Regions from separate parts of the Mus musculus genome. Here region 2 is linked to region 1. Evidence: chromatin contacts called from public promoter capture Hi-C data. All regions are on one chromosome and are shown on one strand. Each heading gives the region's core, a stretch centred on a gene start, on an enhancer-like site or on the middle of the called end of the contact. The rest is flanking DNA. Distances are from core to core; before and after follow the strand shown. Region 1 holds the start of Col9a2 (collagen, type IX, alpha 2). Region 2 holds the start of Bmp8a (bone morphogenetic protein 8a).

Region 1 (3,695 bases), core at 379-2,878:
GTGCATGTGCTTATATGTTCACTGCATGTTTGCTGTTGCCCATGGAAGCCAGAAGAGAGCATTGGATTCTATGGAACAGGAGGTACAGGTAGTTGGGAGCCATCTGATGTGGGATGCAAATCCCCAAATTCTACAAAAGTAAGGAGTGCTTTTATCTGTGGAGCCATCTGTCCAGGCCTCCTCCTTGGCCAGGTCACTTGATTTGCTTGTGGTCAAGTTTCCATACTGGAGGCCAGTTGGATACCAAGAGCAAATGATACTGAGGGTCACAGCGCACTGCTGTCACATTAAGCAGCTGCCACCATCAGCTCCTTCAATCTTCAAGCAAATTCTTTAAGATAGGGACCATGTTGTTCCCAGTTACAGAGGAGGAAACTAAGACTTCATTTATGTCATGGAGGTGTCTGTGGTCATAACTGTGGTTAGTGGCTGCATGAGATCCACTGCCCTTAGCCAGTGAGTGGAAGAGAAGGAGAGGAGAAAGGGGCTCTGGACCGAGGTGACCAGACAGGTGGGTTTGGGGTGTTACTGAATAAAGTGGTGGCTGTTTCCATGAACTTGGGAGGTCAGTTGAAAGGGGGTGAGGGAGAAGTCTCTCCCAGTCCAGGAGACAGCAGCATGCAGGTGCCGCTGAGGAGAAAGACAATCGTGTCACTTGGCTGACAGTGGACCTCACACATGCAGGTGGTTCCACACGGTTAGATAGCCCAGGTCCATTTTAGTTTGTGTGACTATGCATTGTGGTGTTTGATAGTCTAAGGGACACTTTTCATAGAACATGTACTCCTCCTTAATATGTAATTGTAGGGATCTGGAGAGATGGCTCCCTGCTGAAGAGCTCGTGCTCTTCTTGCAAAAACCCAGGTTGTTGCCAGCACCCACGTAGGAGCTTACACCTTTCTACAACTCCAGTTCCAAGGATGTCTGGTCCCCCATGGGACAGGGTCATACCTGAGGGCAAAACACTCATTCGCATAGATAAAAACTTGTCTTCAAAGGATATAACTGTACAAGGTCACATGGGGTGGATGCCTGGTGGATGCTTGGGAGAGAAGACGTGAAGGACTGGCATTGCCAAGGGCAGATCCAAATGCTAACAGGATGCCTCAAGGATGGAAGATGTTCGGATCGCACTGGTCGATGGAAGCAGGGAGGCGAGAGGAAAGGGAAATTTAGAGGCCACAGACAACTCTAATGGAATTGATGGTGGAGGGGGAGAGAAGAGGCAGATGGGGAATTCCCGAGGTGGCAGATTCAAGAAAGATGTTGGTGTGTTTTAATATGGCAGGGACCTGATTGTTTGTGGAGAGGACTGAGCCAATTTAGAAAAGATGGAGTTGGTGGAGTCCTGGCCAGGTCTCCAGAACCTGAGATGGTTGAGGCTCTGGAGGATAAAGGACCCAGACAAGCTTGCCCGGGGAAAGGATGGGGCTGAGGGCCAGGAGGAAGGCTTTGATCTTGGAGGCAAGGAGGAAAGGGACTTCGAATGGACTTCTGCTCTTCACACAGAAAGTAGTCCCGTACCCCGAGATGCCCCCGGGACTTCCCAGCTGGGGCGTCTGGTCAAACTCAGAATGCAGACCCAGGGTGGGCACAGAAGATCCGCCCCTGACCGGGCGGAGCTGGACAGTTCCTCCCCACAGTGCTCTCAGGTGACAGGCCTGCAGGTCCCCGCCCCGGCCCGTCTAGCTGCGTTTTCGGGAGATCCAGTCCGAGGCTCCGAAAGCAGCCCCCGCCATCGGTGCTTGGACCCCCGCTCCAGAACCCGCTGTTCGCCATGACCGCCGTGCCCGCGCCCCGCAGCCTGTTCGTTCTCCTCCAGGTGCTGTGGCTCGCCCTGGCTCAGATCGTAAGTCCTGTCACTTCTCTGTCTCCGCCGTCCCTGGTGCAGAGCCTGGGTTTAGGATCCTGGAGTCTTTAGGACCTGTTCTAGTCTGTCCCTAGCCTGAGGGGCAGCTGAGGACAGAGCCGCTGGGGTGATGCATACCCGGCAAACCGCTCGCGGTGAAGGGAGATTGACTAGTCCGGGAACCAGAGGGACCTTGCCTCGGGATGCTTGGCCTTGCCTGGGACAGGCAGCGTCGAGCAGGAGATGGCGCGGGGGCCTGGCAGTGGAGAGAGCCCAGGTGGTGCGGAGACAATGGTGGCTATTCAGTCGACAGCGGAGCCTCCGCCCCCGGAGTCTCCTAAGGGACCCAGGCTCCAGCCAGACTTCCCTGTCGCCCCAATATGTCCGTTTCCTGACTGTGGGCTTCTGCCTCACTTCGCAGGGACAGCTGGGCCCTAGGAAAGAGATGCCCGGTTTAGGACCAAATGGGGATGCTGGGCCCGCTCACCAAGCAGTGCTAGTGTAGGGGTACAGTTCGCCTGTGAGGCGCCAGCCTGGCACATCTTAACCTGGGGAGGGCACCTGGCGCCAGCATCTGGCACGCGTGGACTTCCTGAGTCGGGGCTGGTTCGCTACCTTAGGGAGGATTGGGTGGGAAGAGTCCCAGCTTTCCTTCTTCTCTGAGGTCTCTTTACCTGCACCAGGGACGAGGGAGAGGTGCCAGTTCACCGCTATACCTGTTGTTGGTTAGAAAACAGCAATAGTTCGAACGGCCATCGTTGGCTAGGTGCCATCTTGCACATCATCTGTGATTTGAGCAAATGATGTCTTCATCTATTTCCTATCGTGACAGTGCAAAGACCGTGTGACCCAGGGGAAGAAGCCAGCCAACCTAGGGTGTAATCACGGTTTCAGCATTCACTTGCAGTGATCACGAGCCTTGAGTCTTTTTGTGTTTCCTCACCCTCTGCTTGTCACCCCTAATAGTACCCCCCCCCGAGTTCTGAGTAGTTCATAAAGTAACAGAGCATAATGGCACACAGTGCCTGACACACAGTAGCTGCTCAACAAACTCCCCATGAAGCACCATCTCCTTGGGGAGATGCTGCCCTAGTCACCTTTGCTCTCGGGGTCTCCAGCAGCCCCTGGGAGCCCAGTTCTGCGTACTGTCTGAGGGCTGCACTCTTGTGTATTTTCAGAGAGGTCCACCAGGGGAGCCGGGTCCTCCAGGGCCACCAGGGCCACCAGGAGTGCCTGGTTCAGATGGCATCGACGTGAGTATCTAACTTCAGACTTGAGAGGAAGCAGGGCTATCCACAAAGGAGAACTTTATGAGCGCAGGGGTGGGGATGCCTGGAAGTTTAGCGCCCCCTGTTGCCAGCAGGCGGTGCCTGCAGAGACCACAAGGAGTCTGTTTGTTCAGAGAAAACCCCAAACCAGCCTTGAAATGTGGGAGTCTGTCAAAACCACCCAGCAACAAGGGCCTGCTGTTCTGCTGTTGGCCTCGGCTCACAGCGTGTCCTTATCCCCCTCCCTCTCTTCCTCCTCTTCGTGCTGTCCCCTGACACACTACATGCCTCTTTAAGGTAGCTGGAGAACCTCGTGTAGACTGGCTGAGCAGCTTGGGACCACACTCCTGTCTCTCCCTTTTGCTTTTAGCTCCCCTGTTTAGAATCAGCTGGGCTTGTCTTCTGCTCTCCCAGTGTGCTGAGGGTTAACCACCTCATTCTGGAAGCTCCCCCAGGAGGTCGGCTGGATGTTTACGGTTTGGACAGACTTCTATTCAGTCTGGTGCCCCCACCCCCAAACGCAGGGCGCTGGGCCCCAGCCAGGCTCTTGCTGCAGGCTGCGGAATGCCTGGGGGCCT
Region 2 (3,695 bases), core at 423-2,922, 2.3 Mb after region 1:
GGATCTTCTTGAGAACCTGCACCCACAGGGCTGCTCACAACTGTGATGCCAGTTTTAGGGCATCTGATGCTCTCTTCTAACCTCTGCCAGCACTGGGCATGAATGTGGTACACAGACACACATGCAGGTAAAACCCTCATACATGTAAGTTAAAAAAATAAAAGACTCGTAGGAGAAAGTGGTCCTGATGTCTATAGGTCCCTGGAGAAAGGAGGAGCCACGCTTCGGGAGAATGGACTCACAGCTGCCCCTTGGGTCACTCACTGGCCTGAACACTCTCCGTGCCAGGCCAAGGTCCAGCTGCTAGAGCCCAGGCCCACAGGACTACAGTCATGTCTGAGTCTGTCCACTCCACCTCCTGACACTGCACCCCACCCAGTCACCCACAGAAAGAGCCCGCTGTCCGGGCGTGAGGGTCAGCTCTGGTCATTTTGATATGACCACAGGTTTCCACACTGAACTTTGTCCCTCCCTCTCTTCAGGGCTGCGTTTATCACAGTGACAGCATCACGGTCTGGTTACTCATCAGTATACCCAGGACTGTTTTCCGATGCTACCTAGGGGACCTGGACATCTCCAGATCCCAACTCCTGGGTGCCTTAGTGGGGCAAAGACCCTGGGCACAGGCGCAAAAAACGGACCTTCCAATCCTGATCTCCTGCAGTCGCCCCTCCCTGTGGTTTTACTGAACCATGGCTCCCTGTCCCAGGGGCCTTGTATTACCCGAGGGCATCATCCCCCGACAGGCGGCCACCCTCTCCTCCACCTACCGCCCCATCCGGATCCCTGACGCCCTGCACTCACCCATGTTGACGAAGCTCATGACCAGGTCGGCACGGCCTAAGTGAGCCTGTGGTGGCCCGCCGTCGTCGTCATCGGTCATGGCGTGGTATAGGTCCAACATGAAGAGGGGCGCGGACGCTGGCTGCCGGGCAGCGGCGGGTTGTGCACGGGGTCGGGGCCGTCCCGGTAGCCCGAGCACCGCCAGGATTTCACGCTGCATGTCGCGGCGCTCGCGCGCTCCCAGGCGACGCTGGGGACAGGTGTGCGGGGGACGCGGACCGTGGCCGCCTCCCAGCGCGCACAGAGCAAGGCCCAATAGCCAGAGTGGCCCGGGACGCATAGCCATCTCGGACTTTCAGCCGGCGCGCATCCACTGGTAGCTGGTCGGGCTCGGGCGCTACGCCCAGACGGGGAGGACCAGACGGCGCACCTGTCGCTGGCAGCTTTACAGCAGCTGCTCACCACGCACTCGGCAGGCGATCGCCGCGTCGGTAGGTCCCTCAGAGCAACGTGGGCTCTCACGGCGCTGACTTGCGAGTGTCCGCAGGAGGACTTTGGTGGCAGCTCAGACCGCCGAGCGCTCTTCCTCGGCCCCGCCCCTTCCCCGACCAGCCAATGGGATCACGGGGGCGGGTCCGAGTGCGGAAAGACGCCTGGGGATGGTCGCACTACTACTTGTGCGCGAAGTGGTGGGAGCCGCCTGGTGCACCCGTAGGTGGGAACGAACGGGCTGAAGAGAGGCCTTTAAGGGTGTCTTGGGTCCCCATCCAGCTTCCGGGGCTCATACCTGGCTACACGAGGAGACATTGGGGCCTCTGAAGCAGGCACCAGGGTGGGATCCTGAGTCCCGGAGCAGCGGTAGGACCCGTAGTGTCTCACCTTCTGCTCTGGAAGTCTCTGCATGCGCCCCTAGTTCCGGCCGTCGGGGCGGGGCGGGTGCCAGCAGTGCAGCGAGGGTGGGGCACACATTCCGTTGCCAGCAGGAACCAGGGCCCAGCCCCCGCTACTCCTCCGCTCCAGACTTCTTCTTCACCCAGCGGTTCCCTTTGTAGATCCAACCCAGGATAGGGCTCTGAGCCTCCTGAAGTAGGGTCACCTTCGCTTATCTCATTTGTGACAACTCCCCAGGGGCTTGCAAGAAAGAGACCTTGCAAAAACTCCCTGACTGGTTCCGCCCCTTTATGCACTCCGGCCTCCCAAGGCGGCTGCCACAGCACTGATACAGACCATAAAGGTGTTGGTGTGGCTCAAGTGGAGCAGCGAAAGAGCTCCGGGAGGCTGGAAGGAATAGAACAGGAAAGACGGAAGTCAGTAGGAGGAAAGCACCCAGCAGAGGGACTGGCTGTGTCAAGACTGGGAGTGTCATAATGACAGGTAACAGGGCTTTCAGACCTATTAGTGTTTACAAGCCACTATAGGCACACAGCTGCCTCTTTTCCTTTTCTTCTTCCTTTTTTTACCCCTCTCTTTCTTTCTTAGCTTACACAAAGCAATTTATTAACAAAATAATTTTTGAGAAATTCTGTTCACAGATCACGATGATCCCCCTTCCTTCAAGTTCTGTCACACGGGATGGGAGTGACAACCTCAACCTGCCTAATCTTCACATTCCTGAACAAACAAGAGCGCTGAGGGTTGACTGGGCTCCAGATCCAGGGGGTCTTGGATCTGTTTCCACCTGCGGTCTGGAGTTTGATACGAGGGCAATGGCGCCCAGCTCCTTGCACCTCTGGTCCATATCGGTAACATCACTGAAGGATGTAAAGATACAGTAGACACCGAATACATTCTGTCCTTCAGCCACTTGAGGTCTAAGACCGATAGCTTGTTTTTTTCCTTCCCCTTGGGAGGTGCTATTTCTGAATGTCTTCTCCAGATTTCTATACCAGCCCTGCCCCGCTCTGAGGTAGGTTCTCACAATGTAGCATTGGCGGACCTGGAACTTGACCTATAGAACAGGCTGGCCTCAAACTCATAGATATGCCTGCCTATCCCTGCCTCTGGGATTATGGCATGTGCTACTGTGCCCCACAAAGGCTTAAAACAAAACAAAACAAACAAACAAACAAACAAAAAACCGGGAAACCTGAGTGCTAAGCACTTTACCTCAGGTCAGCCTTCATGTGGTTGTTTGGAATTGAATTTTTAGGACCTCTACTTGCTCTGGTCAACCCCTCTTGCTCTGGCCAACTCTGCTCTCTCTCTCTCTTTTTTTAAAGATTTATTTATTTATTGTATTTAAGTATACTGTAGCTGTCTTCAGACACCCCAGGAAGGGGCATCAGATCTCATTATGGATGGTTGTGAGCCACCATGTGGTTGCTGAGATTTGAACTCAGGACCTTTGGAAGAGCAGTCAGTGCTCTTAACCACTGAGCCATTTCTCCAGCCCCCAACTCTGCTCTCTTAGTCTCTTCCAGCTCAAAGATTTATTTATCATTATATATAAGTACACTGTAGCTGACTTCAGATGCACCAGAAGAGAGCATCAGATCTCATTACGGATGGTAGTGAGCCACCATGTGGTTGCTGAGATTTGAACTCAGAACCTTGGGAAGAGCAATCAGTGCTCTTACCCGCTGAGCCATCTCACCAGCCCATTTTTCTTTTTTCTTAAATGTGTGCACCTCCTGTGTGCAAGTGTCCTCTGACGCCAGAAGAGGGCGATTGGAATTACAGCCCATTGTGAGCCACCTGATGTTCTGGCAACTAAACCCAGATTTCTCCAGTCTTGTTTCAAAGTTTCAGGTATCAACTCAACCCTTCAAATAAGCATGTGCAGTCTGTCTTTTATCCAACAGGTCAATTTCCATACTGCTTCAAAGCCCCCTTTAAGACACAGAGCTGTAGAATCTCTTATAAGCATCATTTATAGCTTAGGTAGGAAATAGGAGGTGAGACATCCTGTAGGC

The links. Promoter capture Hi-C pulls out the DNA fragments that hold promoters and counts their contacts.
Region 2: a contact with region 1 is called in a promoter capture Hi-C map of pre-B cells, with 4 times the contacts expected there. The contact joins the promoter of Bmp8a here to the promoter of Col9a2 in region 1. A contact is called at or near these places in 2 of 39 promoter capture datasets (hippocampal neurons and pre-B cells).

The regions. Positions count from the first base shown.
Region 1 is chr4:121,037,938-121,041,632 of GRCm38.p6, forward strand. It overlaps Col9a2 (collagen, type IX, alpha 2), which reads left to right and starts at 1,629. Exons shown (of 32, transcript NM_007741.2): 1 at 1,629-1,849; 2 at 3,028-3,102. The coding sequence starts at 1,778.
Region 2 is chr4:123,341,580-123,345,274 of GRCm38.p6, forward strand. Bmp8a (bone morphogenetic protein 8a) reads right to left here and starts at 1,673. Exons shown (of 7, transcript NM_007558.3): 1 at 805-1,673. The coding sequence starts at 1,129.